Regions from separate parts of the Mus musculus genome. Here regions 2, 3, 4, 5, 6 and 7 are each linked to region 1. A link is a contact called in public HiChIP or PLAC-seq and promoter capture Hi-C data. All regions are on one chromosome and are shown on one strand. Each heading gives the region's core, a stretch centred on a gene start, on an enhancer-like site or on the middle of the called end of the contact. The rest is flanking DNA. Distances are from core to core; before and after follow the strand shown. Region 1 holds the start of Rnf227 (ring finger protein 227). Region 2 holds the start of Chrnb1 (cholinergic receptor, nicotinic, beta polypeptide 1 (muscle)). Region 3 holds the start of Zbtb4 (zinc finger and BTB domain containing 4). Region 4 holds the start of Eif4a1 (eukaryotic translation initiation factor 4A1). Region 5 holds the start of Sox15 (SRY (sex determining region Y)-box 15). Region 6 holds the start of Aurkb (aurora kinase B). Region 7 holds the start of Sat2 (spermidine/spermine N1-acetyl transferase 2).

Region 1 (3,982 bases), core at 515-3,014:
TAGACTGGGCAAAAGATTACTGTTGTTAGGCATGGTAACAATAGCCTTTAATGCCGGCACTCAGGAGGCAGAGGCAGGCAGATTTCTTGTGAGTTTGAAGTCATCCAGAACTATATGAAAAGTTTCAGCCCAGCCAGGGCTTCAGAGTAAGACCCTGTCCCTAAAACAAAGATTACCCTCAAAGATTTTAGCTTTAAAATGCTAATGTTAAAAACCAAAACCAGCTCTATCTTACCTGTGATGGGCCGGTAAATGCTATACCATGTAAAGAAACCCATCTTGTATTAACCAAGAGATGGTGTATGGGAAATACTGGGTACAGAGAAGTTACAGAGAACACAAAGCCGGCGTGGAGCCAGGGATGATAAGGATAATAACAGCTGTTGCTTATCTGATGTTTACTGTGTACCATCAGGCACCATTTAAAGCACCTTACAAACACAAGCTCTTTCCATCCTTACTATTATTACCCACACTTTGTAGATGAAGAAATCAAGGCCCAGAGAAATGAAGTAACTTGTCTGTGGGTGTCACAACTAGGATTTGTTCTTGAGCCAGCTGTGTCAAGACTGTGTTATTATCCTCCGCAACAGAGCCTGGGTTCGAGAGGCTGAGGAGGCAGCTTGGGTGTGGGTGCCACACCGTGAGGGAATGTGGGCTGTGAGTACCACGTCCTGTTTACCTGTGGGAGAAGTCAGACCCCTGAGTCAGAAGTCACGCAGAGCTGCTTCGTTTCCACCATCATGCTGTGTGGGTGTCCAAGTCTGGATACTCCGGAAGGAAAAGATTCCCAGCATTCCTAAGGCCATGCTCCTGGAATCTAGGTCCCTCCTTGTGCTGAGGTGTTAGCTGGACTCAAACTCTCAGAGGGGGTAGGGGGAGGAATTTGAGGGAGCCAGCCTTCCAAAGAACCCAAGAGGCCATGTATAAAAAGGAGAGGCGAGGGCAGAGTGAATTATGGCTGGGCACAATCCAAACATCCAGAAGACCAATTAAAACTGGGCAGAACCAACAGTAAACCTGGCATATGTTGCCTGTTTGTGAGGGGAAGGGCAGGAGGGGATTGTGAAAGAGTATGAACATGTGACAAATAGGCCAACAGGGCCATATAGACTTGTGCTAGTGACTGTGTGCAAGAGGAGACCTGGACACCTGCATCAGGTAGGTTTAAGTGACAGCGCTAGTGTTTTGCTGGGGGTGAGGAGTCCGCCATGGAGGCTGTGGGTGGAGCGTGCCCCCCTCTTCCCTCGGGTAATTCTGGCATTGTCCTGGGCATTCAGCCCGCTGCATCCCCACTCGCAAGTCCAGCCTCGCGCCTCTGCCGCCCCAACGCGTGCCTCGGAAGGGAGCGGCCCATCTGCGCGTGACGCCTCGAGGGCGGGGCCTCACTATTAAAAGGGGACAGAGGCGGCGGCGCGGGCCCCAGGCCCCTGCCCTGGCCCAAGGAGGGCTCATTCGTTCTGTATCCTAGCCGCCTAGAGATCGAAGCCCTCGGGCCACGGTGACCACGATGCAGCTCTTGATGAGAGTGCCCTCTCTTCCCGAGCTGGGTGAGCTGGACTGCAACATCTGTTTCCGACCCTACAACCTCGGGGCCCGTGCGCCCCGCCGCCTGCCTGGCACGGCGCGCGCCCGCTGCGGCCACACGCTGTGCACAGCTTGCCTGCGCGAGCTGGCAGCGCGGGGCGACGGCAGCCGCACGGCCGCGCGCGTGGTGCGCCTGCGCCGCGCTGTCACGTGCCCGTTCTGCCGCGCGCCTTCCCCGCTCCCGCGCGGCGGCGTCACGGAGATCGCGCTAGACCCTGTCTTGTGGTCACGGCTGGAGGAAAAAGCCCGGGCTGAGCGTGAAGGAGACCCGATGGGGAGCCCGGCCAAAGACAGCGGAGAGGATGGAGAGGACGACGACGGGGAAGCGGAGAGCGAGAAGGGGGCGGGACCTCCAAGTGCGGGTTGGCGCGCGCTTCGCCGAATTTTGGACAGGGTCCTGGCGCCGGCACGCCGCTTGCGGCGTCCGTTGCCTAGCAATGGTGAGGGGCGGCCTAGGGAGGATACTGGGTACATTGCACCGAAGAATGCTGGGTCAAGTTGCATCCTCCTGTTGCCACTAACCCTTCTTCTTTCCTCCAGTGCTCTACTGTCCAGAGGTCAAGGACATTGCCCACATGACCCGTTGTACGCTGTAACCAAGGAACCCCAGAGCTATGGCAGAAAGCAGGTGGGAGCAGCATCCTCAGGCGTGCTCTGACACAAAAGGTTGATGTCAAGACTACCTGGAAATCAAGGCTGATGCTGGAATTGGTACATGCGTGATGGAGATGGAGCTCAACAGAAAGGACCCTAGATGGTGTGGATTCTGAGCGGCGAAGGCTCCTAGACTGTGCCAGCATTATATTTTCAGGATGGAGTGGCCAAGGGATAATAGAAACAAAGCCTACCATAATGTAGGAAGAAAAAAAAAATAACAAAGCTTTGGCGTTTGTTCAGAGTCTGTGGTGTAAGCAAAGGATCCAATTTTAGCAGTGGTCTGTGGTTGACAATGTGTACTGTGGAAAAAAGGACAGGACAGGGGATAAGCTAATTTATATGTCATGTCAATCTCACTTATCTGGTTGTGTTTGCTGGCATGCCATCTTCCCACTCTTGTTACCGTGCTCCAGCAATTACTGAGTTGACTCCCTGCTTATGATTGGGAATCTTGCATATACAACCTCCCTTCAGCTGGATAGGGCAGGTATGAAAACATCCAAGGGGCATTTATTTACATGAGGCCTTATTAAAGGCTTATCAAAGATGGGTGAGCCATTTGATAAAGGAAGCAAAATTTAGGCCTTTGTTATCTTTACTGACTCTGTAGCAATACTGGGGAAAAGAAAAAAAAAGATGCTCACATAATTTTAATTTGTGTCCCATAATGGGACATTGTTTACTGTATGTAGTTAGTTCTATTCTAAAGTCCTGTAAATATCTTACTGTAGACTTAAAATCAAGACCAGCAGTGTTGGTTGGTCTCACAGCTTGCTAGAAATGCAGAATTTCAGGACCCCAGTCCACATTCCCCGGTAGTTTTAGAATCCCAGGTATGTGTATGTAAGTTAAGAATCACTGGTTTAGCTCTTAGTCACTCTGAGATGGCATCATCAGCTGTAGGTGGAACATTTAAAACACTAGTGACGCATTAAAGTGCCAAAGTGACATTCTTTTGAGAAAAATTTTTCTGAGCTACAAATGTGAATTTACAAGGCCTCAGTTTTCAGAGGTCTTCAAGATTTTGTTTTTAATGACAAATAATGTATGTAGTTCTAGGGTATAAACCTCCATTTGTAAAATGTTTTGTCTTTTTCCTGTCCTTCGGTTCCAGCTGAAATCTCCCCTTTTGGAGGCCAGCATGCATCTGTGGGAATGTGTATGTTTTCTCTATACGTGTTGCCAAAGGGAATGCTATGTTTATTTTCTGCTATTTTATGTTTTGAGTATTTCTAGAGTATAAATTTCAAGTGACTATCTCCAGAGCCGATAGCAGTGTTAATGTTATATGTATTCAAAAAAAAATGTTTGCTGAATTTATTTTGAATGTAATAGTCTCTAGAATAAAGTATCTGGGCTCATTCAATCTGTGAAAGACTGTTATTGAATAACGTTATTGACTAAGACGGAGTTCTGTCCAACAGTTCAGGGACACCACAGTCATCCCAGTTCTTTAAAACAAAATAAAACAAGGTGTCTGCTCCACAGTGGAGCTGTGGTGCTGTGGTGACCTCTGCTGACTCTGGGGAGGTGGCTTTCAGTGTCAGGCAGGCGGCTCCCTCTGCTCTTGGCACCTGCCTTTGGGACCTCAAGGATCCTACCACTCACCAGCTCTGTGCTGAGCTCATCCTGTGCTTAATACTGGAAAAAGGTCTTATTCTGGTGAATGATTCAAGAGATAAAAATGCAGAAAAGTCACAAAGTAGAAAAGGGATTAGTAGCTGGGCGGTGGTGGCGC
Region 2 (3,982 bases), core at 723-3,222, 460 kb after region 1:
CAGGGCAACGTCGAAATTTCCGTCATTGCTAAAGGGAAGAGATTTTTCATATGGGATCTGGATCTGTCCCCCGGAGACCCTGCCCCTTCCCCGATGGTACACACACACACACACACACACACACACCATGGCTTACCCTAATCCCCTCATGCCTCAACCCCGCCCAGGCTTTAGAAAGACCCTACTTGTTCAGCAGCACCACATCAGGGAGCCAAACGGATTCAGCAGTGATGCGGAGAGAATCGATGCCATCATGTTCTGCGGGGTCCCAGCTTAACCTGTAGTCGGTCCACTCCTAAGGAAGCAGAGGCTAAAGGGCTGTTCAGGCTAAAGGGCTGGGAGAGGCTTGAGGTGTCAGAAAGAATGCCAGGAAGAGGGTGCAAAGGGGAGAAGCACAGGGCTGAGAAAAGGAAAAAAGGTTCTGGCTATGCTGTCACTGTCTGGGATTCACGTCAACTGGTTTCCTCCGCCCAGTCCCGAGCCCTGGACTGAACTCTCTTTTTTCAGTCTCAAACCGAAGAAGGGGCCTAAAGAGATACCTCATTGGTTAAGGGCACTGGCTACTCTTCCAGAGGACCCAAAATAGATTCCGAGCACCTACGTGGAAGGCCCAAACATCTGTAACTCTAGTTCCAGGAGAACAGGGGCCCTCTTCTGGCTTCCACGGACACCAGTTATGCATGTGCTTCACAGACATATGCAAGCAAAACACCCATTCACATAAAATAAAAATAGAATAATTTAAGAAATAACTGAAGAGATTGAACTAGCCACCCTAAAGTGATGTTCAACCTGCATGCAGTTCAGGATCTTTCAAGGATGGGAATTCAAATTAGTGATCCCCAAACTTGTATCTTAAATTTGTTGATCGAAAATTCTGTTTCAGTTATTATATGTGTACGTTGTGAGTTACTATTAAAAAAAAATCTTACTGGGATGAGGACTCCAGGAGATTAATATAAAGGAAACAGGGTGCCTTTCCCTAACCCACGAGGTCTCCATACCAGGTCTAAGTACACCTTTGTGCTCATTTCTTCATCCTTCTCGTTCTAGAATGGAAAAGTTAAAAGGCAGAAGTGAAATGAAGTGGGTGGAAACGAGGGTTCGGTGAGTTACTTTCTCCATGGAATCTCTAGTCCCTTTCTCTAAATTGCACCTTCTTGGGTGCAAACTCCATCTCATATCAATCTCGAAACACCAGCCTTGGTGCCTGCTTTCCTTTCTTTTACGTCGAGGTTAAGTCACGGGCCACGCCCGGCGTCTAATGGATACAACTCTGAATCTCCGCTCAGAGTTGTTTATTGACTGCTTAGGTACCAAGCTCTGCTGGACTTTGCTAGAATATTACACAGCCCCGCCTCGAGGTCCTCCCGGTAGCAGGTCCTTCTGCCCCAGCTCCGCCTCAAAACCCGCCCACAGGCGAGTTAGCAGAACAGTATTCTGTACCTATCATAGAGGCCTCGCCCATGAACTAGTTCATTGGTCTGATTTTTACCCAATCACCGCCAAAGGCTTGTCTGCCTCTTAGCATAACCCGCCCGCCCCCAGGCTGTCGATCTTCTGGGCAGCGTCTAAAGCCACGCCCCCAGTCGGTCCTGCCCAGCGACTCCACCCGCAGTGCCGCTCTCACCAGGCTGATGAGTTGCGCCAGGGTGAGGCCGATGCTGACCCCGACGCGGTCTCCCACCTCCCGCGCCGGCCTCACCGAGCTATCATAGTTGGAGAAAAGTTTCTTAATCAGTTGGCCTTCGGCTTCCGACCCGCGGGCGCCTGACGAAGGAAAGCACTAAGTGACGCTCCCGGGGCTGGCCGTGACCATTGCTCATCACTGCCTCTTGGAGACCCAAACTGACTTACCTGGGGCGAGGGGCGTCCCGAGTACCCCTAGAAGCAGAAGCAGCGCCCCTAAGGCCATGGCCCTGCCTCTTTCGCTCAGTGAAGTTTGTCCGGATAGCGGCCTCAGGCCAGGGGAAGTGACGAGGCGCCCAGGAATGTGCACCTGTTGTCGGGGGACCAGACGCCAGCCCACCCGCCCCGCCCTCGGGACTTGGTCCCGCCCGGAGCAACTGCAGTCGCCCTCCACTCACAAATGTCAGATAACACTCCGGTTGTATAAATCATCTTTAATTACAGAAAGCATGAAGTGGAGACCCCGTCCCCTGAGAGCAGTGCCAGGAGATGGGCGGAGCCTGAGCGGGGTTTGTATGAGGGAGGGGGGCATCTCTTGCAACAAGCCAGAAGTAAAAGGGCCTGAGGAAAAGTGACCTGTCTTTGAGCACTAGCCCCTCCCTTAGGACCTCAATAGACGTTTCCACCTACATCTGCTAGACTCAGAATCTACCTCCTATTTTACTAGAGGTTCCCCATGGCTTTCTCCGTTTTTCAGGTCCTTTTTGGGTACTTAGAACCCACCTGAGGTTTAAAAGCTGTAAAGTAAAGTAAATTCTATTTAGTTAGAAGCTCTGGGGATACATATGAGGTCTGGGAGCCCAAGAGGCTCCTCGTTTCCTAAGCCTGACCTGTAGAGGGCTCGGAGAAGTTGAACTTATTGCTGAGTTGGGGGTCTCTCTGCTGTGAGGGGGAGTCAAGGCTGTGTCCCTATTTGTCCTTTTTAATTCTAGAGTTATTCTCATTGTAGACCTTAGCTTCCTGTTGTTTGAGACAGGGTCTCACATAGCCTAGGCTGGCCCTGACCTCACTAGGTAGCCCAGGCTAGCCTTTTATTTCCTGATTCTCCTCCTCTCCTTTACCTCACAGATGCAGCATACCATATCAGAACGAAAGTCCTCAGCTTTAAAAGGGATCTGGAAGGAATTCCTGCTGAGGTAGCTAAGTGTTCAGACACAGGTTCAATCATACCATGGCATTTTCTCCCTCTCAGCTTCCCTTCTAGGAGCCAGGTATATTCTTCCAGAATTCCTGTATCTTTCCCCAGACTCTTGTCTCCCTGGCAGAACCCTAGTTGGAATGCTGAAACTAGAAACCATGTAAAAGTAAGGTTAGTATTCTGGAGGGACTATTTTTAGAAAATTATTTAGGAAAAGCAAGAAGTGGTTCTTGATCCGTTCAGTACTGATTAGTTCTCTCTCTCTCTCTCTCTCTCTCTCTCTTTCTCTCTCTCTCTCTCTGTGTGTGTGTGTGTGTGTGTGTGTGTATGTGTGTGTGTGTATTGGCTTTTGAGACAGGGTTTTGCTATTGTAGCCCAGGATGGCCTCCAACTCAGGATCTGTCTGATTCAGCCTCCCGGGTGCTGAATTACAGGTGTGTGCCACCAAGCACAGCTCAGAGCCAATCAGTTTTTAATTAATCATAGCTGAGTTCTACCCATAGCTCATCCTTTAATTGCTAGAGAAAGTGGAAGGGTAGGTCTAGAACTTACTCTAGTACAATAATATGGCTATACAGGCCCTAGCTCCATCCGGGAAGAAAGGGCTGAGAGTCATGGGCTATGTCCTAGAACTGAGATTCAGGAGGAAGTATGGCTCCAGAAAGGTCTAGAATACCACGTTCTAGAATTGGGTGTCTCTGGGATAAGAAGGTTTAATCAGTGGTGACCTGAGACTGGTCCCAATTCAGACCAAGGCCAATTGCTACAGTAGGGGGCCTCTTTTTTAAAGCCAGGGGTGGGAGGTGTCCATCTAGGACAAGGATAGACGTGGAAAGGATACATACTTGGGTTCCAACACAGAACATAGGGATGGCCCTGCCTGGCTGGGGTGACCAGCTCTATCAGAACCTGTCCAGACCAAGTCAGAAGGTAGAGCAGAGAGAGAAGGAGATGCATTCTGAGTGCCAGTGGACCGACCTAGAAAGCTATGGCTTCGAGACGATGCAAAGAAGGACATGGCTTCAGAGACTGGCTCAGCCAGGGTGAAGAGTATTACCTTCCTGCCTTGAGTGTTGGAACCCCGGTGCCTTTTAGGAAAAAAAATGGGTGTTCTCTTAAGGGGTAGGAATTAGTGTGGAAAAAAGAGAAGTGATC
Region 3 (3,982 bases), core at 595-3,094, 430 kb after region 1:
TAAAAAATTGGTATGTGGGCAGGTATGGTGAGTTACACCTTAAACCCCAACATTTGGGAGGCAGAAGTGGATTCCTGTGAGTTCTGGGCCAACCTGATCTATATTGTGAGTTCCAGGCCAGCCAGGGTTACAGAGTGAGGAAAAAAAAATCGAAGAGAAGAGTGTACGTGGTTATGTTCATGCAAGTGTGCAAACTCAACCATCTCTCCAGCCCCCAAATTTATTTTATTTTTAGTTATGCATATGTATCTGTGTGGGAATTTGTGGATGAATGCTGATGCCTGCAGAGGCCAGAGGTATCAGGTCCCCTGGAGCTGGAGTTCCAGGTGGTTGTGAATGGCCGTATTTGGATGTGGGGGAAATGGAACTCTTGGGTCTTCTGCAAGAGCAGTTCTCTCACTGACCAGCTTGTGGGGGTTGGTGGTTTGTTTTGATTTTTGCTTTATGCTAAGTATTGCCCAGGTTGGTCTCAAAAGGCCTGTGGAATCTGGCCTTGAAATCTTGGTCCTCATGCCACTATCTCCCAAAGTGCTTGGGGTTATAGGTACCGGAAGTAGATGTTTGAAAGAGTGTGGAAGTGGCCGGGCAGTGGTGGCGCATGCCTTTAAACCTAGCACTTGGGAAGGCAGGCGGATTTCTGAGTTCGAGGCCAGCCTGGTCTACAGCGTGAGTTCCAGGACAGCCAGGGCTACACAGAGAAACCCTGTCTCAAAACAAAACAAAACAAAACAAAACAAAACAAAACAAAACAAAACAAACAAAAGAGTGTGGGAGTGGTTTTGTGGCTGTATGGCTTGTCTAGGCCGAGTGGCTTGGAACCCGCTCGTAGACCAGCATGGACTTGAGCTTGCAGAGCTTCCGCCTTTGCTGCCCGAGCGCAGGCGGGCTTGAACCTTCATGCTCTTCGGGGAGAGCCTGCTCCTCTTTCTCCTGAAGTGGGTCTTTTTTATGGGGATGGGGGTGTTCGTTTTTGTTTTTTCAAGCAGGGATATCACACTGTAGCCCTGGCTGACTGGAACTTGCTGTTTAGATCAGGTTGGCTTCCAAGTCCTTAAATCCACTTGCCTCTGGCTCCACAGCATCATCACGCCGGGCCTCTCCAGAGTCTTTAGTTTTGCAACTAGGGAGCCGTCTATAGCATTGTCCCATGGAGGTTCCAGGAATTTTTTGTTTGTTTGTTTGTTTTTATGTATGTCACATTTCTCATGCTTCCACCTGGCGTGTGGTTAGTGTTGTGCTGGGAAGGCCACACCAAGGCCTCTGCATTTATATGCAGGGACACAGAAGCGAATCTTTCCACTGGTGACACAAAGTTCCAAGCTTTGTGCTTATCTGCACTAATGATCATCTGTTCTACGGAGTTGAGGTCTTTCTTGCCAGTGGGTCTGGTGATAATCCCTAGGTATTCGCGAGGGTGCTCACTTTGGATCTATAGGTTCCACGGGGCCCAAATGTGAATCTGCCGTGTTGTAAGTTTGCGGCCCCGGAGAACATGTGTGTGGTGTGCGTGTCTGTGGTGAACAGCTGTGCCCACGCAGCGTGCTCTAGGCGATGTGACCCCTGAGTGAAGGGTGTGCAGAGGGAAGGGCGGGCGTGGGGGTGAGTCCCTTCCCAGGGAATGAGTGGTCTAGGTCACTGCCCGCCCCGTAAGGTGTGCATTCTGCGGGAAGCCCCGAGTCTTTTCCCTGTGAGGGATCCACCAGGCCTTGGCCATCAGACTTCAGAGTCCAGAGTCGGTGTCGTCTGCGCTTTGCTGGCTTCCTCTCAGCGGCGGCGCTGGGGGGGTGGGGGGGGACTGTTTCCGGGGGTGGGGTGGGGGGGAGGACCGGGGCGGGGGGGGAGCCGATGATGTCAGCGGCGGCGGCGGCGGCGGTGGGGCTGGGCCGGGGCCGGGCGCTGGGGGGGGCCGGGGCCGGGGCCGGAGCCGGAGCCGGAGCTGGAGGAGAGCGAAACCCAAGCGGCCGGGGCTGGCCACGGTGATGAGCCGGGCCTGGCAGACGCGGCGCCATCGCAGTCAGGTGGGCCCCGGGGCGAACCGGGCAGGGCTAGGGAAGATGCCCCCTCTCCGCTGCCCGGCGCCGCAGGGGCCGGAGCCGCGCCCCGCGACCGCTCCCCTTCCAGGTTGATCTAGGGGCGCAGGGGTCGGGGGTTCTAATAAGCCCCGCCCCCGGACGTGCACGGCGCTGGGGAGCAACTTAAGAGCGCCCTGGTATGGTGTCCAACGAGCCGTGACTGGGGGACTCGGTCTCCTGGGGCCGTGAAGAGGGTCGCAATCACTCCACCTATGAAGGGTTAAATTCTGCAGCCCAATGCCCCCTCCCTCTGCCTCTGTGGGGCAGGTTGGGGGTTGGGTTGGGGCGGGTGTGATCCCGGGCAAGCGCTGCAAGCTGCTGGGAGGGCGATGGCGTAGGAGCCAGGCAGAGAGGGGGAGGGGTGGCCCTCTGAGCGCCCCAGAGTTGGGGTGTGCAGGGTGCGCAGTGCGAGCAGGGGCCCGGAACCGCCGCGCCGTCGGGGAAGGGTTGTTGCAGTGAGTCCTGGAGATTGTGCCTCCTGCGGTACTGTGGGGCAAGGTAAACTGCTCCTCCTGGGCAACACGGTTTCCCAGTCTGGCACCGAGGGGTCTGCGAGGGCCCTCCCTGATACATAGAGACAGAAAGCCAGGAGGGGGTACTTATTGGTACAGAATTACAAGGTTTGGCTCTGTGGCTTTAGGTGACAGATACCTTAAGTGTGCTGTTCGAGGATTTGTATATAGTTTTTGTCAGCGTGTGTTTTCCTTCACGTATGTCTTGTGTTGTACATATGAATGTTTATGAATGTTTGTTTTCTGCATAGCTGGCATGGTGTGTGTGTGTGTGTGTGTGTGTTATGGTGGACACCAGAATGAGGGGTGTGCGTACCCATTTGAAGAGTGCAGTCAGTTGTGGACATTTGAATCAGAAGGTATCACGCCTGAGTTCCATTTCTGTCGTCCTGATGAGGTGTGGTCCAGTTGTGTAGAGGACAGAAAGGCGGATGGATTTGTGTGTCTGTGATGTACGAGTTTCACGGGGGGCTGCATGTCTGGAACTCAGACCTAATAATCCTCAGGAGCATGTGAGGTGAGGGGTTCTGGGTGGGACATGCAAGATGTGTTTATGGGATCCTGGGAAGCCAAGCACGGGAAAGGTTGCATGTTTGCAACACTCTCCACGGGATTCTTTGGTGACGTTGTTTGTGGGAGCCTGTCTGGGCTGTTGGGCCTGGAGGCAAGCTGCTCAGAAAACACTTAGGAGGAGGTGGCGTGACAAGGGCAATGTGGGCCTTAGACCCAGGAGGCCAGTGGAAGGCTTGGTGTGCATGTCTACCTTCTGTGTGCTTAAGTGACGGGTGTAGGGCTGCCAGGAGATGTTATGGGAAAGTTGGGAGATAAACACTAGGCAGGCGAAAGGGGCAGGAATGGGTGCTGTTGGGTGGCACTGCTCTCCTTTTGCAGGGTCTCTGTGTTTGCCCAGCACATTAGGGCCATAGGGAGGAAAAGTCCTGGCGCCCATAAGGGAAGTGAGCTTAGACAGAGCGGCTCCTTGGTCATGTTTATGTAAAGGCTGGGTGTGACTTTTGTCACTAAAATGGAAAAAGGGATCAGGAGTTTTCAGTCTCCTCCTGCTTTGCCCTCTCCCCCACCCCCCTTCCGGTATCTCTGACGCACATGAAGCCCTACTCCTGGGACAGTGGAAGAGCTTTGGACAGAATTTGCTCACTAAGCAGATTCTTTGGAACAGGTTTCCCTCACCTTTGGGGCCTAGGCCCTTCAGTGCATGTGGGAGATACACATGTACGCCTGCTCACTCCGTTGGTGTTCCTTGTGTGCCCTACTGTGCGTGTCATCTAGCCTGTGTGTACACATATAGGAGTGAGAAAGCTTTAAAGCTGTATCCTCTGGAATGGGTGAGGGAGGCTGTCTGCCTATGAGGCCCGGAGGACAGGTGCAAGCAAGACTTAC
Region 4 (3,982 bases), core at 577-3,076, 330 kb after region 1:
GTCCAGTACAAGTCTTACCCTTGATACAAGGAAGAATAGCTCGCTGCTGGATGGCAGAGGGCTTCTCAAAACCATAGGCATAAATACCACGGAGGAGGGACTCTGAGAGATTCATGTCATCAAAGCTATCCACAATCTCGTTCCAGTTACTCTGCAGGATTAGGAAAAAAAAAAACTTAGGCACTTCGAGTAACGTGTTTACACTAAAGCTGGAGTCACCTCATCCTACAGGTTGCTCTGTTCTACCACTCCAAATGTCTAAGGTCACTGTCACGCTAAGGAAGTGCCTGTTCTGACAAAATAAAGTGGGAACCGCAGGTTCTGGTCTTACCTCGATGACGCCTTCCGGCTCCATCCCGTCGGGGCCATTGTCTCTGGATCTGTTGATTCAAAGCACTAGTTTTGCTTCATGCCTTGACCAGAGTGGAAGCAACCAGCCCATTCCCGATCCAACTCCCATGTACTCCCAAAGAACCATCAAGAGGCACTTCATAGAGTGACGCTCCTTTAAGATCAAGCGGCTGTAAAGGACTTCATTCACACACACATTCACACTCTCTCTCTCTCTCTCATACACAAAACGCCGAGATGCGGTCTTTGCAGCCAGGCCCACATGTTCTAGGTCTGGTGGATCAAAGCGCGTGCACCTCCTGGATGAACACCAAGGCCACCGGAAGTCCCGCCTTCCACCTCCGAGTTCCGTGGGTGGGCCATCCCCTTCCCCCCACGTCATGCCGCCCGCGCCCTCCCCCACTCCCTCTGGCCGGCCCCCCTCCACAGTACCCGGATGTGGGAGGCCGCGGGCGGTGGCGGCCTCGCGCACAATGAGCCCCAGCCGCGCTCGCAAAGGGGGAGATTGCACAACAGACAAGCGAAACAGGCTGGGGGAGGGGAATCTCTCAAGCGGCCATGTGCTCATTCGCTCCGCCACTCGGCGGCGTCTCCCCCGCCATGGAACAATCCGCAACCCGCCCGCCCCCGTCGAGAAATGGCGTCGCCCTCCCATACCTCAGGCCGCTCACCCCCGAAGGAAAGTGGACCTGCCCATCCGCAGTTTGCCAATTGCCCGGCTTGTGCGGCAAAATGGACCCGCCCGCCAGGCGCCGGGTGGGTTCCCCGTGCCTCACGCGGCCGCTCCTCCGGGTTAGGCTCTTTCCTGGCCGTCAAGAAGGCCAGCGCCCTGATCGGCCGGTTTCTTCTTCCCCGACCCACATTCCAAGCGCGACGGAGGGACTCGCTGAAGACCGGGGCACCCCTGCTTGTCGCGAGTGGTACCGCCAGAACTCTCCGGAACCCTCGCTCGCACGCCCTGCCCGACACAGGGAGGCAGCCAGACCAGCCGGCTCCGGGCCGCGCAGCCGCCTCTTTCCCACGTTATGTCGCGACCTCATCTTGCCTTTCAGTATCCGAGCTTCGCGTACGGCGTTCCCACAGGCCGAGGCCTCGTGACGAAGCTCGCGCCCTCCGCCCTAGCCAGGTCGTCCTTCCCCGTAACCACACTGGGGTCAGCGGCGGCCATGGGAATCTCCCCCACCCCCCCAACCCCGGACGGTTCCTCCCGGCTCGGTTCTCCCGCAACCTGGTAGGTTCGGTGCGATGGGCCTCTCAACTTCCCCACGGCGGGCCCTTTGGAGGGAACTACGGGGTAAGTAGCCATAACCTTTTGCAAAAGCCTTTCTTACCGAGAATCCTGACTCGCAGACATGATCCTTAGAATCTAGGGCGGAGTGCCCGCCTATCGACAACTTATAGAGCGTCCGACCCCGCCCCAGCCATCGCATTGGCTTGGCCACCTCTGCCCCGCCTGCCGGCGCTCTGCAACTCGACGTGACGTTACTTTGTAGGCGCTTTAGTTCGGACGCCCTATTGGGTAGTTTGAAAGCCCATCATGGCCTAGCCCCGCCCTATGGCCTCATTGGCTGAAGGGTCCGCCTTTCTCGCTGGTGCGGAAGTGACATACTTAAGTCGGGCCTCGCGGCGGGGCAGCCATCTTGGAACCCAGCACCTTTACACGTGCGGAGGCGATCGTGCCTTAGTCATGTGGCTCAGCAGGTCCTATCAAGCGACGGGGGTGAGGCCTTAGCCTCCAGGAACTTCCGGGCAGTCTGGACTGCCACTTTCCTTTACCTGGGTTTTCTTTACAGGACAAGTTTTATTTATTCTTCCGTTCAGGAAAATATTGTAGCGATATCTCATTGGATAGTAAGTTTCCCCGACTGGAGACAAAAAGGATGGAACCCACTTTTGGGTTAAAGGGCATAGGGGGATAAGCTGTCAAGGATTGTCCCACTCAATCACTGGTTCATTTAGTATGTTTCCAGTTTCTCCTGGGCTTCCTTACATGAATAAGCGAGTCTTAATTCATATTTACTGCCATCTGCTCCCCGGGGATGGCATCTATCGAAAGCTGGACTCTCAAGCCCTGAAATGGGGATCGCTAACAGTGTTAGCTGGAAGAAGACCTGAGATAAAGCACAGCCACTATTTTGAGGCCCCTTAAGGAAGACCACCACTTGCATATCTTCAAAGGATCCTTTATTGACCAGAGCAGGACCGTGGCATTTTTATATATATTTATATATATAAAAAAAAGTTTGAAGATCGGGCAGGCAGTAATCCCTTTGCGCGTCCACCACCCCCACACTGTTTTCCTGCCCTCTGAACATGGAAGGAGGAATGGCTGCTCCACCTAGGCCACAAGGCAACATTCTCCTATAGAGGGAGAAAGAGGCTTGCTTTTATGTGGCCATTCCCTTCCCATCAGAAATCAATATACTCGCAGCAAAAAAAAACAAAATACAGAAACCAAACATTTAAATATGAAAATCCAAAGGGAATTGGGTAGAGAAACAAAAAGGAACTAGAGTTTCTTGGGAAGGGTCTCCCTTTCCCCTGCCCACTGATGGGCTAAGGGTCTGGGGTATGAGGCTCACACAGTGAGTTTGCAGTGACACAGTTCCTTGTAGATCTGACGACGGAGTTTGGGCATGTCCTGCTGGGTGAAGCTGAATGGCTGAGACAGGGCCAGGTGCTTGCAGTACTGGGTGTTAACAAAGTAGACCATGAGAACAGTTTACTGAGCACCCTCCCAAGTCAGGACCTGTGCTACACATTTCACACAAAATACATCTTAATTTCTCAGAAAATATCTGTTTCTCATACACACTGCCATTATAGACTAAGCCTGGGGCTTCAACAAGCCTACATAATATATCTGGTGTTTAAACTGGAAAATATATTTAGTTGGATGTTGGGAAGCCTCTATATCAGGACCAAAGCCAGAGATACAGTCCCAACTGAGGATGGAGAAAACCAATGAAACCAGGGTTTCTGTGCTAACACATAAAAGTACACCCTGCTGTGCAATCTGACTGAACCAAATGAGGCAAGAGCTACCAACAACCCCTAAGCTACTGACTGAGAGCTAAGAAGACCTTATCATTTGCTTACCTGTAATACAAAGGCACCACAGTCACTGTCATTATTCTGCCTGGCCACATTCTAGGGAATAGAAAGCAAGAATCTGTTCACTTGGAGACTCCTAGAGGTTACGAATTCAATTGCTGCCTCCTATCAAACTATTCCATTTTTCTCTGGAAACTCACCATTTTGAAGTAACCTTTCCAGCCCTGATGGAAGTCCAGTCGGTCTTTTTTGACTGCCTCTGCCTGTAGATACTTGGCAATATGCTATGTGGGCAAGAAAAAAGAAAGTGACACCTTAATCACCTGCCAGTGTAACACAGAGTGTGCTGGTGGGAAACATCACACCCACTCACTCCTCGGACTCCAAGCCCACGCTTCTTCCTGAAATGGCTTGCTGCCACATCTCCCTACAATTTTACTACTTGTTTCCCCACAACCTCCTCAAACCTTAGGGCAGCGGCGATTTAGAGTTCGCTGGGAGTCAAAATAGGTGATGGTACGTCGCCTTACATCAACTGAGATAAGGGACCAGTGCACCTCCAGATGGATGGGGATTA
Region 5 (3,982 bases), core at 483-2,982, 310 kb after region 1:
TTCCCATGTTGCCTTTGTCCCCAGTCTGGGCTGTTTAAATCTCTAGGGCTGACCGGCATTGGTCCCTGGCTCTCGTTCTATAGCCTTTATTATCAGCTCCTCGTTCTGTGTCAGGAAGATGATATTCTGGGAATGGCTGCATCCTTAATTCTCCGTGGCCAGAGGACCGTGCTTCAGACCTTGCTGTTTCTTCCCTCCCTTGGTTGTTGAGAGTTGGGCCACTCCTGAGCCCTGAGTCACAGGAGGATAGGCCAGGCTCCGTGAAGCTGGAGCTGTTCCTGGTAGAAGCTGAGAGTCTGAGCAGGCTGTTTAATCCGATTATCTGGGGCCTGGGGCACAGGCTGGGCCTTCAGCAGAGAGGAAAATAGGGTTTCCTCACCATAGCCTCTAGAACTCAGGAGGGCAGGTTGTATTTCTGGCCTGGTGTCACTCTAGCTCTAGAATCCATGTCACTGACCTCAGCTTTTAGGGGCCTCAAGGGTAAAGAGTAGTGACTATCGGAATTGGGAAGCGCCAGAGCTAGGTACAGTGCACTGCACTGTGGTGAACTGAACGTGATCCTCAGGAGGGTGTGCTGAATGCTTTCTCCCAGAAACCTTAGAATGGAGGAAATCGGGATTCTTAACTATGTAACTGCTGGGCAGTACTGGGCACACGCCTTTAATCCCAGAACTCTAGTCCGAGATAGAGGCAGGTGGATCGAGTGAGTTCAAGGGCAAGACAGGATTATTAGACTAAAGAAAGAAAGAAAAAAAAAATTCCGGTACCCAGGAGGCAGAGGTAGATGGATCTTGATCAAGTCCAGCCTAGTCTACACAAGGAGCAAGGAGTTCAGGCCAATCAGGGCTATATGCTGCACTCCCTGTCTCAAATAATTACACTTTAAAAAAAAAAGAAAAAAGGGATCAAAGGGGTAAAGAAACAGCTCAGCACTTAGGTAGATTTCTGAGTTCAAGGACAGCCAGGGCTACACAGAGAAACCCTGTCTCAAAAAACAAAAAAAAAAAAAAAACAAAAACCATAGCTCAGAAGGTTAGGTGCCCCCTGAGATCAGTCACGGAGATAGCCACTACCACCTCTCCACCTTGACCTGGGAAAGAGAACGGACTTGTGAAAGTTATCCTCTGACCTCTATATACAAAGTGGTGACACTTGTGCCCCACCCCATCCATAACCTTTTAAAAAATAGGAAGATTTTTAAAAAGTGTATCTGCAGGCCCAGAGGCATGTCCATGGTTTGGGCTTAAAGATGAAACTTGCAATACTCAGTGGCAATGGGGAACCTCAGGACTGGAAGTGGCTTTGAATGTTTTCATCTGCCTAGCACCTGCTGGAATGACTAAGAAAACAAAAATGGCCTTGAGTTTCTTTCCCCTGGGGCAGATCAGGGGTTTAAGGAGCAACAGACACCGGAAAAGGCTTTGATAGGGAGTGAGAGCTTCTTAAATTCTCCGGGTTTGATCGACCCTGGGAGCCTTTGGTTCCCCTTCTTGGGAAGGAAGTTACTTTAAATTGCTGGTGCTTGAGAATTGAGACAATTTTTAGGCCTGCCGTCCAGGCCTCCGGTGGAACGTTAGGGGGGTGTGGTGCCCTAGGGGGAGGTGTAAGGACTGGGAAGAACAAGACGCCTGGGTTTGCAGAAAGAAGAGGGGTGGAGAGAACCGCACAGCCACTGGGAGGGGTCTGGGGAGGAGTCAGCCTTTTAGAGGCTGAGTACAGGTGGGAAAGGCCTGTAGCACCTGGGTGCACTCCTGGCAGCTGTTGGGACTTTGTGGAGACCAAGAGCTGCACGCTTGAAACTGCAGTTTCAACAGAAGAACCCTGTCTCGCTGAAGCAGAGGGTAGAAAGAGCGACTGGTAGACCTGAGAGAACACTACCTCTCCGGTAAAGGGCTCCAGACAAGGATTCTAAATTCAGCTTCCCAGAGGTGACAATCGATCGCTGGGAGCAAAGTTTGGATTCAAGCGCTCTGGAAGATACTTAAGTACCCAAATATTCCTAGTCCAGTCTTCGCTCTGGGAGAAGGGCATTCAAGACGCCCTCTCAAAGAGGCTTCACCTCCAACCCATGGCGCTGACCAGCTCCTCACAAGCAGAGACTTGGAGCCTGCATCCTCGGGCTTCCACGGCCTCTTTGCCTTTAGGACCCCAGGAGCAGGAGGCCGGCGGGAGCCCTGGAGCGTCTGGGGGACTTCCGCTGGAGAAGGTGAAGCGGCCCATGAACGCCTTCATGGTGTGGAGCTCTGTTCAGCGCCGCCAGATGGCGCAGCAGAACCCCAAGATGCACAACTCTGAGATCTCCAAGCGCTTGGGCGCTCAGTGGAAGCTGCTGGGCGATGAAGAGAAGCGACCCTTCGTGGAGGAGGCTAAGCGTCTTCGTGCCCGCCACCTCCGCGACTATCCCGACTACAAGTACCGACCCCGGCGTAAGAGCAAAAACTCGAGCACCGGGTCTGTCCCCTTTAGCCAAGAAGGAGGTGGCCTGGCATGTGGTGGCTCACACTGGGGGCCAGGGTACACAACTACCCAAGGGAGCAGAGGCTTTGGGTACCAGCCCCCCAACTATTCGACAGCCTACCTGCCTGGCAGTTACACGTGAGTGCCTAATTGTGTCCATCTGTCTGTTCCATGCTTCCCACACGACCCCCTTCCTTGAGAGCTGGGTGGGAACAGAGGCCAGAGTGCCAAGTTAAACCCAAATCCACCCAAGCAGAAGCTACACCAGGCTGAGGGCCCAGAGTTCAGGATAGTGGCTGTTCCATCTCAACTAATGTGTCCTACCTCTGCCTTTTGGATGGCAGTTTCTCCTTGTGGCTGGCCCTTGTGTGACCCATCTTCCTCTCCCAGCCCTGGGGGCAAGGAGAGACCAAGCCCATCCTGTTGCTCCTTCCTGGCCTGCTGCCCCAGGAGGCAAACAGCCGTGCAGCACGCAAGCCGCCTGCTGAGCATGCCCCAACAGAACTACCTTGTTCTTTAAGTCACCCTAGGGTCCCATTCCATGCCTGCTGTACCCAGCAAGGCTGGCTGAATGGCAAGCTCTAACCCTGTCTGCTGCAAACTGGTCAGACCAGTCCCCCACGAAGAGTTGAGGACACTGCCCAATCGATTCAAGAAGACTAACCTCCAGACCCCATGTTTCTTTTTACAGCTCTTCCCACTGCAGACCGGAGGCCCCCTTACCATGCACCTTCCCTCAGAGTGATCCCAGGCTCCAGGGGGAGCTAAGACCCTCTTTCTCCCCTTACCTATCCCCAGACTCTTCCACTCCATATAATACTTCCCTTGCTGGAGCCCCCATGCCAGTAACCCACCTTTAACTGGCAGGGACGCCCAGGGCCAACCCCACAGACCCCTACAGATCTCCAAGGAACCAGAATGCACACTAAACACAATTTTGTACAATTAAAACCATGTTTCGGAGTCTTTTATTGTCCCATTTGTATTCTCTCCCTACAGCAGCAACCAGCGCCTTCACACACCCTTCCGCCAGGACCTGCCTCGGCAGGAACCTCCCCACCCAACCCCAGGGCCCTTATCTGAGTCACTCTCCCTCACCCCCAGAACTGGGCTCCAATAGACCATCCCACCCGGGCAGCACAGGGAAGCAGCCACTAGCTTCCAACCACAGTTTTCTAGGCTCTGTCCTTGGTCCAAAAGGAAGGTAAGTGGACAGGGCCAGAGCATCTGCTCCAGTAAACCAGCTGCTCACAAGGAGGGATCTGGGGAAGTGAGTGAGTGAAGGCAGGGCCTACACAAGCTTTACTGCTCCCACAACCCTGGCTCAGGAGGCTGCAGTTAGAGGAATGGAGGGTGCTTACACTGCACCCGCAGATCAAGTCATGTGGGGAGGACTCTGAGGATGAGTGGAAATGGAATTGTTCTAGAAGCGAGCTCAGCTCTATTGCTCCTTTTTCTGTTTGTGGGGAGCCTTTGCGTTCCAGTAGAAGAGGACCTGGGCAGCAATGAGGCCATTGCAGAGAGA
Region 6 (3,982 bases), core at 199-2,698, 300 kb before region 1:
AGCTTTGGAGTCCCAAAAGAGTTATGAACTTCCTGGCCACATGAAATATCAGCCCTTAGCACGAAAGTAGTGAAAATACCCCTCGTGGCCAGCTTCAGTGTGACTTGGCCAGCAGAAGCCATCTCTACCATGACTCAAGGAATATAAGAAAAACCAAGAGCTAATTCATCGGGAATTGCTAACGTATAGAATTGGAAATGGATTTAATTTATATATATTTTTGGAGTAAACAGCTCACACTGTAGCCTGGAGCTCCTAGCAATCCTCCTGCCTCAGGCTCCAGAGTGCTAAAATTACAAGCCTACTGTCAGAAACCTTGCAGGATTTTAAAGAACAAAATAGTAAGGACACATAAGCAAAAAATGTGCAAGAGAGTGGATTTTGAGTGTACCTAGCCCAGGAATGTAGACCATGCCACTGGCTGAAAGCTCTTCCTAGGAAAACAGGATACTTAAGAAAATACAAACGGAAGAAATGAACTGGGCTTGTCAGTGGTGCAGTGAGATAATTAGAAATTCAAGGCCAGCCTGGGCTGAATTAAAGGCCAACTTGGGCTGGACAGAGAGACCTTGTCTTGAATAAACAAAAACCAAATACAAAACAGACAGGTAGGATAGAGAACCCAGAAATGCAGTTCCAAATTCATGATTTATACACCCACAGATTCAACTGTTATCTGTCTGTCTGTCTGTCTGTCTGTCTAACCTACACCTCTACCCATCCCATCTAGAAGATTGCATCTGTATTGAGTAGTAGACTTTCCCGGCATCATATTCCCTAACTTAGGTCTTACTGCTGTCTCACAGTATTTTTATTGTATTAGGTAGTTAGGTGATCTAGGAATTAATCAATGAAGCCTAGAGAATTACAGACCCTATGCAAATACTGTGTCATATACAATATTATGTCTGTATATATAATAGACCTAAGCATCTGCTTGAATTGAATATTATGGGGCATTGTAAAGGCAATACACCAAAGATACTGAAAAAAGACTGTATTTTCAAAGATCATATTAAGGGTAGCATCTAAATTTTCGTGGAAACCAGACAATTTAACCAAGGTCTTCGGAAAGAACTCGGTCATATTAATGTTTACTCTATATATTTTATTTATATATAATTATTATTTTCTACCTCCCCCCAGGGTATCTCTGTGTAACTCTGGCTGACCAGGAACTCGCTTTGTAGACCAGGCTAGTCTCGAAGTCACGAATCCACGTGCCTCGGCCTCCCGAGTGCTGGGGTTAAAGGCGTGCGCCCCACCACCGCCCAATTTAAATATTTAATTTTTTATAACTAGAAAAAGGAGCGTGCACATCTTGGGACACAGTTTCAAACTAGTAAAAAGAAGCCTCTTAGGCCACACCTTCGTTCTGTTTCAATGACTACATCACAAAAAACGTAGCCAATGAGAGTGGGCTGAGTGGCGGCTCAGCCAATGGACCTAGAGCGGGAGATTCGAAAGCGTCCGGGTCGCGGGGTAAACCGGTTCTCCGTGTGCGAGCGCCTAGTGGCGTAGGCTGCGGCTTTGCGGGGAACTGCGGGGGCTGCAGTGGTCCACGGGGCTGATCGGGTTCCGTTGGGCGGATCCACGTGCCCGCTATCCGCCTGGAAGGAGAGGTGCAGGAGTACCCCCGACCTTGGCTGCGTGCTGACTCGCTTCCTTCTGCCCGCCCAGGCTTGCACTCCCCGGGGATCTGCCTCTGCATCTCTTGCCTTCGCTGTTGTTTCCCTCTCTGTCCAGCTCCCCTCCCGCTCTCGCCCTGGAGAATGGCTCAGAAGGAGAACGCCTACCCGTGGCCCTACGGCTCAAAGACGGTAAGGTCCTGGCCACATTCCCCGCCCCACGTCCCCCGGAAGAAGAGTCCATGAAGATAGAGGCTGGCCTTGCAAATGGCCGGACTCTAAGCGTTTCCGACGTGTGGGCCTCAAGAATTTGCTTGCAAAACTCAGTCTGATCACTTGCAGTCTTACCGTAGCAGATGTTGCCAACCTGAATCTGAGGGCTTCCGTAGAGCTGAGCCTGCTCGTCACGTACAATAATAGTTGGGACTGAGCAAACATCATCGTGCTTTCGGGTCGTGAATCTCACTCTCGAGTCTGAAAAAATTAACTACACAGGAAATAGATTATAGAATAGAAGGTTACGGTTTAAAAGGTTCCGAATGATCTAAATATTTATGTACGGCCCTGGGTATGAAACCCCAGAGCTTCCAAGTTTTGATGTACCATCCATACTACACTCCAGCTTTGGAATGTATCGTACTGAGCGGTGGGAAGTAAGAATCCAAGTAGATTTGAAATGCTGTGTGTATGTGCGTGCGTGTGCGCCACACTGGAGATAGTAAGCACGGTGGTGCACACCTGTAATACAGCACACCCGTAACGCACTTGGCTACATGATGGGATCCTGTGGCCACCCCCAGATGAAGAGCCCTTCACTGTATATAGTCTGTTCCCTGTTGGTGGGACCTGAGCATCCTGGACAGTCTATCTCTTTCCTTGTCCCAGCTTCCTCCTCTGTGGAGCCCTGAGTCAAACTGACAAGCGTGCAGTCCTGTTACTTTTACCCTGATTTACTATCACAGGAAAATATCTATTACTCAGAGAACTTTGAAAGTGAAGTGACCCAAGTGTAAACATATCTTTTATTCTCCTGGCCTAATTTGTCATCCCCGAGGGTCACAGTGTGGTCAAATATCCTGCAACACCCCTAAAGCCATCAGTATCCCTATGTTCTGTTCCTAGAAAGAGATGAAGTTTTGTTTCAACTTCACAAGCTCAGGCTCTTACATAAGCCTGGGTGATGTGTTTAGAACTATCCAGACTGGGCAGTGATGTGCCTGCGGTGGGCTGGGGTCAGGGGAATTGGTGTAGTAGCCTCTTGCCTTGGGTTGTTTTGTCATTCGTTCATTTACTTTGCTTTTTAATTATTTTTGTGGAGGGTGATGTTAAAACAAGGTCTTCTAGCTGGGCGGCGGCGGTGGTGGTGCACTAATTTAATCCCAGCACTTGGGAGGCAGAGGCAGGTGGATCTCTGAGTTCAAGGCCAGCCTGGTCTACAGAGTGAGTTCCAGGACAGCCAGGGCTCCACAGAGAAACCCTGTCTCAAAAAACAAAAAACAAAACAAAACAAGGTCTTCTTTAGCTCAGGCTGCAGGCTGCCTTTCTCCTAACCAGGAGCCTCCACCTCCTTAGTGCTGGGGTTGTGGATGTGTGCTGGACGCTCTCAAGTTGTTTCATTCTTTTTATTCATTTTATTTTTGCAAGTTACTTTTGTTTTTCTCAAGACAGTTTCACTGAGTAGCGCTGGCCATCCTGGAACTCAGTCTGGCCTAGAACTCAGAGGTCTCCCTGCCTCTGCCTCCCAAGTGTGTGCCACTGCTGCTGGCTGCCAGTTGTTTCTTAATAACCCCTTTCACGTGGAGCAATGAGTAGATTCTTGGCTAGGCAGGCAGACCGTGCTGTATCAGTATTGTTCTGTGAACTGTGAGTGGATGGGTCCTTTAGCAAGCAGCTGAAATGCGCCTTGTAGCATATTCTGGCCAGGTTACCGGGACAAGGACGCCCTCAGAGTCACCCTTTGCTCCTCAGTCTCAGTCTGGCCTGAACACGTTGTCCCAGAGAGTCCTACGGAAGGAGCCCGCCACGACATCTGCGCTTGCTCTCGTGAACCGGTTCAACAGCCAGTCCACAGGTACCTTGGATGATGGGAAGAGGGAGGTGGGGGGGGAAGCTGGGAATGTCAAAGGATGGACTCAACATAATTCTCTCTCCTTAGCTGCCCCTGGCCAGAAGTTGGCTGAGAACAAGAGTCAGGGCTCCACTGCCTCGCAAGGATCCCAGAACAAGTAGGGAAACTTAAACAGTGATGGGGGAGAAATGGGGGAGGATAAGGGGAGCACGGATAGTGAGAGATCAGCCACCTGGAGACTCTGAGCCAGCCAGCTAACTCTTCCCCATATTCCCGCTCTTCTAAT
Region 7 (3,982 bases), core at 918-3,417, 280 kb after region 1:
GAGCTGGAGAGAGGGCTCAGTGGTTAAGAGCACTAGCTGCTCTTGCAGAGAACCCAGGTTCAATTCTCAGCTCACAACTGTCTATAACTCCACTTCCTGGGGACCCAACACCCACACACAGACAGATATGCAGGCAAAACACCAATACATATGTAAGATAGATAGATAGATGGATGGATGGATGGATGGATAGGTAGGTAGGTAGGTAGATAGATAGATAGATAGATAGATAGATAGATAGATAGATAGATAGATAGATAAAAATATAAAAGGCAGTTGGAGAGATGATTTAGAGAGGTGGCTCAGTAGTTGAGAGTGCTGGCTGCTCTTGCAGAGGACTTGGGATCAATTTCCGGAACCCACATAGCAACCCACAAGTACAGTTCTAGGGAATGGACATCCTCTCCTATCCCCTGAGGGATCCTGAGACAAACGTGGTGGACATATATACAGTGCAGGCACAAACACTCCATACCCACACACACAAAAACAAACAAACAAACAAACAAAAACAGATGTAGCGGGGTAGAGGTGGGGGGAGGGAATGTAATCAAAGCTACTGAGGCTCAGATCCAGAGTTCAAGACTTGGTTGGGGAAAGAACTCCAGAGTAGAGAGCTTGCTGTGCAAACAGGAAGCTGTAAGTTTGGATGGCCCACACCTACAATCCACCTGGACTGAGTGGCACACACCTTTGACCCTAGCGCTGGGGAAGATGGAGCAGTAGAGGGTACAGAGGCCAGCCTGCCTAGCAGGATTGACTGCTGAGCTCCAGGCTTCTTGGTGGAAGGCCTCTCTCTCTCTTTCTCTCTCTCTCTCTCTCTCTCTCTCTCTCTCTTTCTCAGAGTAACTGAAGAAGAGATTCAACCTAGACTTCTTGCTCCCCGAGAATTCGCATGCACCAGCAAGCACAACTGCACAGACAGCACACTCACTCACTGAAAATAAAATAAGAACTCAAGGCTGAGTGGGCGTGGTGCTCACACCGACAACCCAAACACTTGACACTGGAGAAGTTGTAAGAGATAAGAGGCTGCTTTGAGTTTGAGGAGAGCCTCAGCTGTATCATGAGTTTCAGGCCAGCATGGGTGTTAGAGTGAGACTCTTTGTCTCAAAAAAACAAAAACAAAAACAAAGCAAAAAAAGAGGTGGACACGGTGGCACAAGATTGTAGCCCCAGTTGCTACTGGAGAACAAAGGGGTATTGAGCCCAGAACATCAAAGGTTTGAGGCTAAGTCAGATATAGTGATATACATAATCCCAGCACTGGGGAGGTAGAGGCAGGAAAATCAGTAGTTCTAGATCATCCTTGGCTACACAGCAAATTTGAGCCTAGCCTGGGCTACATATCCAGGAAAATCTTCCACTCCCTGAAAACCCTATCAGGCCTGGCTTGGTGGCGCACGCCTTTAATCCTAGCACTTGGGAGGCAGAGGCAGGTGGATTTCTGAGTTCGAGGCCAGCCTCTCAAAAACAAAAAACAAACAAACAAAAAAACCACAAAACAACAACAACAACAACAAACCCTATCAGATATAAAGGAGAAAAAAGAATAAGGGACCTGCTGTTACTGTTAATTACAGGGATTTGTTAACAGAACCTAATGAGGAAACGTCAAAACACAACTGTCCCTTTGAGGACACCATTATGAGCCACAAAACAGCTATAGGAATCAAGTGTAGGGCTTTTTTCAGCATGTCCTGAGTACTGGATTTAATGCCTAGAACCAAAGAAGGGAAGGAGGAAAAGCTGCCAGAGGCATAGCACAGGGCTTCCACTACCAAAGACAGCTACAGGAACCGGTCGGGGGTCTTGGGCTCCCTCAGGGTCGGGGATGCCCCAGTGATTAGACGGCTAAGAGTGAAAACTAAAGCAGCTAACTGGAGTGTACTCTAACTAAAGCAGGGTAGGGGAGGACTTTTAAGCTTGAGGTATGTACGACACAGACTGGATAGCCAAGGCTACACAGAGAAACCCTGTCTCGAAAAACCAAAATAAATAAATAAAATACAAAATACAAAAAATAAACAAACAAACAGGAAGCTTAAGTAGTCCGGCGCAGAGTCCAGTCACTGGACAGCGAGGCGAGGCGGGACCAGGGGGTGGGGGTGGGGAAATGGTCGTAAGCAGCAAGCTGATTGGCTGCAGGGAGGCCCGGAGGGGGCTCAGAATTTAAGGCCTTTTCTGGCAGAAGAGACCACCAGGCCGGCTAATCCTCCCAGCTGAGACCGGTTGGTGCCAGAATCTTGTCTAGAAGCTTCTAGCATTTCTTCTGCCCCTCGCTCCCAGCACTTTGAGACCTGAGCTTTGAGACCAGACCTCCGCGGTTCTGCAAACGTGGGAGTTGTCTGTGATCTTTGATTTTTGACAGTGAGGCTCGGAATGGCTTCCACGCGAATCCGAGAGGCCAGGGAGAGCGATTGTGGAGACATTATGAGGATGATCCGGGTAAAGACTGCGGTTTGGAAAAACAGTGCGGGGTGGGGGTGGGGGGCTGGGAGCAGTTTGGCTGGAGTTGGGGAGTCAGAAATGAGGGTGCACCTTTGGACCCTGTTCTCAGAGATCAGGACCTTCCTGCCTTAATGTTGTTTTGGTACCCCTGTTATAGGAACTGGCAGAGTTCGAGAAACTGTCCCATCAGGTGAAGATCAGTGAAGAAGGTGGGTGAGGCTGTGCACCTGGGTCCTGATTGAGATGGGGGGCGGGTGATGGGGTGGAAGGATGGAGTCCTAAGATCGTAACTACTGGACTGGGCTTTACTCCAAGTTCCGGTTTTTCCCGGCCCATCTCTGCCTTTTTTGTCATACCTCCAATCTTTATAGCTCTGCGAGCAGATGGCTTTGGAGAGAACCCTTTCTTTCACTGTTTGGTGGCAGAGATTATCCCAGCACCTGGGGAGTCACAAGGTAAGGAAGCCTGCAGTTATCCTCCGTGTTTTTCCTCCCAAAAGCCTCACTCTTCTCTCTCATTTTCAGGGTCCCTTGTGGTGGGCTATGGGCTGTACTACTTCATCTATAGCACATGGACCGGACGAAACGTTTATCTGGAAGACATCTATGTGATGCCGCAATATCGGGGTACTGGCTGGGGCTAAGGATGGACAGAATGCCCACAGACCCAATGAACAGTCCTCAGACCTATCCCATTACCCCAACCTCAGATTATAGTTTCCTTTGATACCCTTTCAACTCAAATAATAGTCCTTCCTGTCCCTTTCTCCACTATAGGTCAAGGGATTGGTACCAAAATAATCAAAAAGGTGGCTGAGGTGAGCAAAGGGGTGGGGCTTACAAACTAGTTACCGCCCCCAAACGAAAGCCAGCCAGTCAGCCAAACCATCAATCAATCAATCAATCAATCAGTCACGTAAGTGGGAGTGTCGAGGTTGAATGAGGGGGATGAGAAAGATTTTTCTTTTTATTGTTTGTTGTTCAAGACAGGGTTTCTCTGTGTAGTCCTGATTGTCCTAGAACTTGCTCTGTAGACCAGGCTGGCCTCCAACTCAGAGGTCTGCCTGCCTCTGCAGGAATTAAAGGTGCTGGGATTAAAGGTGTGTGCCAGCCATTAGTTTTTGAGCCCTGTGCAGTAAGCGTATGTCTTCTACAGGTTGCCCTGAATAAGGGTTGCTCCCAGTTCCGCCTGGCAGTTCTGGATTGGAACAAGAAGGCCGTGAACTTGTACAAATTTCTAGGGGCTCAAGATCTGACTGAATCGGAAGGCTGGCTCTCCTTTCGATTTGAAGGCGAGGCAATGAGGGAGTTGGCAGGACGCTGACTTACGCCCTCTCTCTCCTGCCTCTTCTTTGGGATCACCATATCAAGTTTTCCTAAGACCATAACCATAGGCACTGACCCAGACAGACGCTCGCTCACCCAGAGGCCTCCCAGGGTGCAGACTCCTGAAGTACAGAAAGAGTGGAAGAGGGAGAAGCCTTATTAGGAACCACAAATAAAATACTTGCTTTGCCCTCATGGGTAGAGGA

The links. Promoter capture Hi-C pulls out the DNA fragments that hold promoters and counts their contacts. HiChIP or PLAC-seq counts read pairs in DNA pulled down with a chosen protein or histone mark. Capture Hi-C pulls out chosen DNA fragments and counts their contacts.
Region 2: a promoter capture Hi-C map of liver shows a contact between it and region 1, with 2.8 times the contacts expected there. The contact joins the promoter of Chrnb1 here to the promoter of Rnf227 in region 1. A contact is called at or near these places in 2 of 39 promoter capture datasets (embryonic stem cells and liver), 2 of 115 datasets of contacts at active chromatin or transcription factors (bone marrow-derived macrophages and pancreatic cancer cells) and 2 of 9 other capture datasets (adipose tissue and liver).
Region 3: a contact with region 1 is called in an H3K4me3 HiChIP or PLAC-seq map of bone marrow-derived macrophages, with 2.2 times the contacts expected there. The contact joins the promoter of Zbtb4 here to the promoter of Rnf227 in region 1. A contact is called at or near these places in 1 of 39 promoter capture datasets (frontonasal cranial neural crest) and 1 of 115 datasets of contacts at active chromatin or transcription factors (bone marrow-derived macrophages).
Region 4: a contact with region 1 is called in a promoter capture Hi-C map of liver. The contact joins the promoter of Eif4a1 here to the promoter of Rnf227 in region 1. A contact is called at or near these places in 6 of 39 promoter capture datasets (cranial neural crest, hippocampal neurons, liver and 2 more), 1 of 115 datasets of contacts at active chromatin or transcription factors (pancreatic cancer cells) and 1 of 9 other capture datasets (liver).
Region 5: a promoter capture Hi-C map of second pharyngeal arch cranial neural crest shows a contact between it and region 1. The contact joins the promoter of Sox15 here to the promoter of Rnf227 in region 1. A contact is called at or near these places in 8 of 39 promoter capture datasets (the HPC-7 cell line, cranial neural crest, frontonasal cranial neural crest and 4 more), 2 of 115 datasets of contacts at active chromatin or transcription factors (memory CD8 T cells and pancreatic cancer cells) and 1 of 9 other capture datasets (adipose tissue).
Region 6: a contact with region 1 is called in a promoter capture Hi-C map of adipose tissue. The contact joins the promoter of Aurkb here to the promoter of Rnf227 in region 1. A contact is called at or near these places in 2 of 39 promoter capture datasets (cranial neural crest and embryonic stem cells), 1 of 115 datasets of contacts at active chromatin or transcription factors (pancreatic cancer cells) and 3 of 9 other capture datasets (adipose tissue, liver and pancreatic islet).
Region 7: a contact with region 1 is called in a promoter capture Hi-C map of adipose tissue. The contact joins the promoter of Sat2 here to the promoter of Rnf227 in region 1. A contact is called at or near these places in 8 of 39 promoter capture datasets (the C10 cell line, the HPC-7 cell line, cranial neural crest and 5 more), 1 of 115 datasets of contacts at active chromatin or transcription factors (embryonic hindbrain) and 2 of 9 other capture datasets (adipose tissue and pancreatic islet).

Annotation. Positions count from the first base shown.
Region 1 is chr11:69,339,032-69,343,013 of GRCm38.p6, forward strand. Rnf227 (ring finger protein 227) reads left to right here and starts at 1,765. Exons shown (of 2, transcript NR_027827.2): 1 at 1,765-2,027; 2 at 2,128-3,610.
Region 2 is chr11:69,793,965-69,797,946 of GRCm38.p6, forward strand. It overlaps Chrnb1 (cholinergic receptor, nicotinic, beta polypeptide 1 (muscle)), which reads right to left and starts at 1,973. Exons shown (of 11, transcript NM_009601.4): 1 at 1,858-1,973; 2 at 1,631-1,770; 3 at 1,005-1,049; 4 at 186-295; 5 at 1-28. The coding sequence starts at 1,915. It overlaps Fgf11 (fibroblast growth factor 11), which reads right to left. Exons shown (of 5, transcript NM_001362623.1): 5 at 2,104-3,982.
Region 3 is chr11:69,764,068-69,768,049 of GRCm38.p6, forward strand. It overlaps Zbtb4 (zinc finger and BTB domain containing 4), which reads left to right and starts at 1,845. Exons shown (of 4, transcript NM_029348.2): 1 at 1,845-2,018.
Region 4 is chr11:69,670,597-69,674,578 of GRCm38.p6, forward strand. Eif4a1 (eukaryotic translation initiation factor 4A1) reads right to left here and starts at 1,827. Exons shown (of 11, transcript NM_144958.4): 1 at 1,683-1,827; 2 at 332-380; 3 at 19-151. The coding sequence starts at 1,705. Senp3 (SUMO/sentrin specific peptidase 3) reads right to left here. Exons shown (of 11, transcript NM_030702.4): 8 at 3,873-3,982; 9 at 3,606-3,689; 10 at 3,451-3,501; 11 at 2,514-3,040. The coding sequence ends at 2,930.
Region 5 is chr11:69,653,305-69,657,286 of GRCm38.p6, forward strand. It overlaps Sox15 (SRY (sex determining region Y)-box 15), which reads left to right and starts at 1,733. Exons shown (of 2, transcript NM_009235.2): 1 at 1,733-2,595; 2 at 3,149-3,423. The coding sequence starts at 2,069. The coding sequence ends at 3,317. Mpdu1 (mannose-P-dolichol utilization defect 1) reads right to left here. Exons shown (of 7, transcript NM_011900.4): 7 at 3,393-3,982. The coding sequence ends at 3,899.
Region 6 is chr11:69,044,189-69,048,170 of GRCm38.p6, forward strand. It overlaps Aurkb (aurora kinase B), which reads left to right and starts at 1,449. Exons shown (of 8, transcript NM_011496.2): 1 at 1,449-1,820; 2 at 3,597-3,699; 3 at 3,784-3,853. The coding sequence starts at 1,773.
Region 7 is chr11:69,619,885-69,623,866 of GRCm38.p6, forward strand. It overlaps Sat2 (spermidine/spermine N1-acetyl transferase 2), which reads left to right and starts at 2,168. Exons shown (of 6, transcript NM_026991.3): 1 at 2,168-2,448; 2 at 2,609-2,660; 3 at 2,823-2,906; 4 at 2,976-3,077; 5 at 3,228-3,268; 6 at 3,607-3,982. The coding sequence starts at 2,383. The coding sequence ends at 3,774.